2 separate regions of the Bombyx mori genome follow, and region 1 is linked to region 2. Evidence: chromatin contacts called from public Hi-C data. All regions are on one chromosome and are shown on one strand. The core of a region is the stretch at or near the end of the contact, and the rest is flanking DNA. Distances in the headings are between cores, read along the strand shown. Region 1 overlaps LOC101744335 (mannosyl-oligosaccharide alpha-1,2-mannosidase IA). Region 2 overlaps LOC101744335 (mannosyl-oligosaccharide alpha-1,2-mannosidase IA).

The links. Hi-C and Micro-C count contacts between places; a contact is called where the count stands out from the background.
Region 1: a contact with region 2 is called in a Hi-C map of whole pupa, with 2.2 times the contacts expected there. The contact joins two enhancer-like sites. A contact is called at or near these places in 3 of 7 Hi-C or Micro-C datasets (posterior silk gland and whole pupa).

Annotation. Positions count from the first base shown.
Region 1 is chr9:11,946,622-11,949,321 of ASM3026992v2, reverse strand. The region is part of intron 1 of LOC101744335 (mannosyl-oligosaccharide alpha-1,2-mannosidase IA); the gene reads right to left. Among protein-coding and RNA genes, the nearest start is that of LOC110386078, 56 kb to the left of the region's middle. Within about 2 kb of position 1,346, at least 2 of the 8 cell types and tissues checked have open chromatin away from gene starts, as enhancers often do.
Region 2 is chr9:11,903,583-11,906,282 of ASM3026992v2, reverse strand. All of the region lies in intron 1 of LOC101744335 (mannosyl-oligosaccharide alpha-1,2-mannosidase IA), which reads right to left. Among protein-coding and RNA genes, the nearest start is that of LOC101744335, 24 kb to the right of the region's middle. Within about 2 kb of position 1,307, at least 1 of the 8 cell types and tissues checked has open chromatin away from gene starts, as enhancers often do.

The DNA of each region.
Region 1 (2,700 bases), core at 97-2,596, 43 kb before region 2:
CAATTTGATTAGAATTACAGCTATCTTAACATTTAAACGGGAACCCACGCTTGCGCCATTGCAGAAATAGACAAGAAGGTATATGCATAACCTCTTTGGGGCAACAATTTCTACCATCAGGTCCGAATACAATAGGATACCGGTTCTGATTAGTAGTAGTACAAATCCTGAAGATCATCTAACATGTAGTCCTACAATGTACGGTGACGTAGCGATTGATTAAAAAAAATTTTTTTGGAGCATCAAGGGTGTCACTACCTATCACAGTATTTTTGGTTCTATTAATGAAATTCGTAATAGAATTATAAATTAATTAATTCACATTTTTTACCTTATTAGCATCGAATGCTCTCGAGCAAAGATAAAACGGAATACCAGGGACGGTACAAAGACGAGGATCCGAAAAATAATGACGTCAAATAACTTCCGTCAACGAAATGAGATAAAGGACCTCCTGACACCGATTTTTTTACTTTGCGATATTAAATTTTGGCAAACTCCAGATATTGATTTATATCGTCGTCCATTTATTTTTTAATCCAAAATAATATGATATAGTATTTCGTTAGATTTTCACGAGACAGATATAATTAAAATTACTGTAAGAATTTAATTTTGCATTTTTTATTGACAATATTATCATTATTATTTTGTCATTATTAACTGCCGACGTTTTGAATACTGTATGTACAGTTTTAGTGGTCATATTGTCGACGTATAACATCTTAGTCGTCCGTGATCATGAAAAATGTAGACTATTAGAAATTTTACTAAAATTACCCAATGAAATTGTGTTAATATTACGAATGCAGTTCATCGCTACCAATTTTTTTTTTATAACTTAGATGGGTAGCCAGGTACACATAATGCATTGTGTATTCGGGCAGAGTTGTGTCCGGACCGAAACTAAATAGGGAATCCTCGTTTCGGGCCGGCACAATCGATCAATGACATCGAGCGTTAATTCGACACCGTAGTGCCGGGTTCGTGTTTAAGTTTCGGCGAGTTTATTTCGCAATTCATTCGCGCTATTATGTTTCGAAGTAGTGATGGGTTTGAGTTTTAACCGCTTCGGAGCCGTTGTAACCATTCTTTGAGGCTTTAATTAGTTACAAAGCACTATATCAACGCATTAGAATCGTTAGGATGATGCCTTTCTTGTACTATTTTTACTGTAGTAAGTGACCAGAAACCTGTTTAATATTGAACTTTACCAAAATTTTACAAGATAATGTTTGAATGAAATATTTTCCTAAAAATCATCGTAGAGATTGATAATATTCATTCGAAGTTGTCGTGGCTTATACTCGTAGTATAAGGCCCCCGACATCGCTACTACGTACTTATCTTGACATAATACTTGTTGACGAACGCCTTTCACGATGTAATGTAATAAAAGTCAAAACTCGCAAAATTTATAAATGAGTGAATTTACCAGCGGATTGTTAAGCCGCGCCAATATGTGTTTAGGTTTGAAGGAAAGGATAACTCTTATTATAATAATAATATGTATGTTATAATACAGTTGGGACTTTGATTTCACGTCTCTAGGTGAGTGATAGTATTAATTATGTGATTTCTAATATTTCCGAAACAAATTGAACACCACTAGCTTAAGCTTGATAAAGCATTAAAGAAAAAAAAGCAATATAATTTGAATAGTTGATAAGATGTACATATATATATATCCAACCATTCACAGTCGAGGATTAAATCAAACATTGTTCCCAACACGAGACACGGGTCTGGTGTGTACCAAAATTAAAATAATGACGATGCTATCTTACAAGATTCCATTATATGTTTAATCCAATTCTTACTCAAACTGGGAATCTTAGCTATCTTATATTGTTAGCTAATAAGCTAAAAGCTCGTAAATATACGAGTTGCGGTAGATTAGGTTAAAATGAAACACCATTAAATCACATTTTACATTACTGGTGGTAGGACCTCTTATGAGTCCGCGCGGGTAGGTACCACCGCCTTGCCTATTTCTGCCGTGAAGCAGTAATGCGTTTCAGTTTGAAGGGTGGGGCAGCCGTTGTAACTATACTAAGATCTTAGAACTGATATCTCAAGGTGGGTGTCGCATCTACGTTGTAGATGTCTATGGGCTCCAGTAACCACTTAACACCAGGTGGGCTTTGAGCTCGTCCGCCCATCTAAGCAATAAAAAAAAACATTTATTTTGTTTACATTAAATTATAATTACCGAAGTTTCTAAAATTCTAATATTTAAGAAATCCGTATCGTTCATTTGAAGACGTGAATTCCGTTTGGTTTCTTGTCGAGACATTTTATGTCCGAGCGAGCTTTATCACCGAAACAAACTGCACTTAAAGTGTTAGTTTCTAGGGCGAGAAGACGATAAGTCACGCCGAAGATGTGTCGGGAGACGGTCTTACGGTGTCTGCGCTGGCCATAACAGTAAATCTAGGAGAGGATATACGCTGCGCAAACCGCGACGCGCAGCGGGTACTTGCCTTTTAATTACGACCCGGCTTGATTAGCCAACGCAATACTGTCGACGCGTTATGTGGTTTTTTATGTTCCTTTATTAGTTAGTGTCCATCGATAAATCGTCGTGGTTTAAAGGATAAGACGTCCCGTGCATTCGTATCTAGCGATGCAACGGTGTTCGGATCCCGAGGCGGGTACAAATTTTTCTAATGAAATACGTATTTGGCAAATGTTCACGAT
Region 2 (2,700 bases), core at 58-2,557:
AGGTCAGCAGATCTGGTTTGAGTCTTTACAGATGAATGTTCGTATATAATACATGCACATACATATATATCGACGCTTGAAAGGCAAAAGTGACTAAGCGACAATAACTGATTTATACATAGATGATAGGCAATAACCATATTCGATGCGCAAAATAAATAAATTTCTAGGTCTATTAAAATTATTTCAATCCTACAGCTACTAGCTAGATTCTACTACAGCTGGATTCGTTAAAATAAATTTTGATTTCAGGTATTTCAACTTTAAATTAGTCTACTGTAAAGTTCACGCATTGTCGCTTAGTCACGTTTGCCTTTCAAGCGTCGATATGTATATACGGTGTAAGAGAAACATTCCTGAAAACAAAGAGAAGAGGAAATGCTGATTAGTGTAACCATTACTAGATGATGACCGAGCTTTGCTCGGTTTTTTTTTGATAACGCCATCTTGTTGTGTCTTTAAAGCGGTTAGTTGCCCTCAATTAAGAAAAATATTATTATTCGCCAATAGACGTCGGGAAGAGTTGATTATTAAAAACGCGAATAAAACAACATTTTCTGAAAATAAATCGTAGCTAGATCGATTTATCGCCCCCGAAATCCCCTGTATACTAAATTTTATGAAAATCGTTGAGCCGTTTCCGAGATTCAGATTATATACATATTAATATACAAGAATTGCTCGTTTAAAGGTATAAGATAAAAACGAACTCCCTTCCTGCTTATAAATTCTATTAATCGACTGATCACAATGAAGAAGCAAAGTGGACGCCCTCTACTCCTACACGAAACTTTAAGATCATATTAATAATCCACGCAACTCGAGAAAGTATGAACTGGTTAATGCCCGATGTCCATGGTGCCGTAAAATGCGACTTGGATAACAAGCTAAAACGACAAGCATTGAAATTCAGTTTACGATTCGAATCTCGTTTTCCGTTTAAATTGAAATATAAAAATATTTTTTTAAATAAAATTATGTACTAACATGCTAAAGGCGTTTTTTGAAAACAACCGCCGAATGGACAAGATTCGACCGAAGGTATAAATTCTGAATACCCAAGACAGTGTGTACATGTAGTTACGTTAATTAGTGGAGGAAGCAAACGTGTCCCTAAATCCTGTATACATATGTAGAAGTACATAATACAATCATCTAAAGCTCGCTAAGCTATAAAATAAACCGCATTGAGAAATTGGGACCGGCCGATGATATTTCATTTACAGAAGTTAATATAAAGTTCAATGGACGCGCTTCAATAACAATTGCTCTCGTGCATTCGAAACTTGATTATTCTCGTTTTGCACATTCAAATTGATCGCTGTTTGATCTATGAACTCGAGTCATTATAATGGTTGACTACTACTTACTAACTATTACGGAATTATTTTCAAGACAGTGTGTATTCGATTAACTATTTCTTAATGTAGATACTGTTTTGTAATATTTTTTTTATTTTTTTATTATTTTTTTATTGCCTTTGTATGATGCAGACGAGCGTACGGCCCACCTGATGGCAAGTGGTTACCGTCGCCCATGGACTTCAGCAATGCCAGGAGCAGAGCCAAGCCGCTGCCTACTGCTTAATACTCTCCACAAGCCTCGTTTGAAGAAGGACATGTCATCGCGCTCGGGAAACACCGTGGAGGGGAGCTCATTCCATAGCCGGATGGTACGTGGCAAAAAAGATCTCTGGAAACGCACTGTGGATGACCGCAGTGGCTCCAGGTAGTATGGATGAACTCTACTCTGGTGGCGGGCGGTGCGATGGTAAAAACGAGACAGTTACAGATTAATTTTCATGGAGTTTTTTGAGCAAACAATGTATTTTAATGAAGCTTAGTTTTTAGCCCCTGGCATTGACGATATCCGTTGAGCGACGCTGATCATTCCGCGTAGATAAAATGCCTAAAACACTTTAATCAGTTTATATGATGTTCCAACTATTAAAAAATACCTGGCGAAAGTAAACAATAAAATTGGTGCCCTAGATCATTTACTATTTCCGTTCACTAACCTCCTAGGACATTGAACTCTGAAGAGTAGAAATTCTCAGCAAAATATTTTCGTATCTGAGAATTTCACATTATTACAATACACAGTTCGGAGCTTCAAGACACTATTTTAATTTTAACGAATGAATTTTGTTTCGAATTTCGTGACTCACGTCGAGAAAAGTATAAAACGTGAAACTCAAGCTTGTTTCAAACGTCTGTGAATGGATAACACGGGTCAACACCAAATTTGACTTTGATTGCAAAGCATAAAATTTCGATATTTTAGATCATAATTAGACGAAAAAAATACATGGCATGAAACAGTTTGCTTTTGAACTTTTATAAATTGACCACATATGAAACAAAATTCATCAGCATCGTATTTACACTTCGTGACATTTTAAGTTTTACTGGGCTTGTACGAAACACCTGATTGTTGTTTATGACTGGAGTGCCATCTAGTGGCACTGCGTAAACGTAAACACCCCACTCTCATAGCGCGGCTTTTTTAATTAAAATTTATAAAAAAAAAAAAAAATGAGTATTATTACTATCTTAACTATCACAAAAGCAAACTTTATACCAAAAAAAGGTATTTTATTTTCGTTTTTGTGAATAATGAACCGGAAAAACCTAGTACCTATATAAACGTTAGGACAATGAACGAATTTTTTTTTTTTAGAGTTGTGTAACTATTATGAAT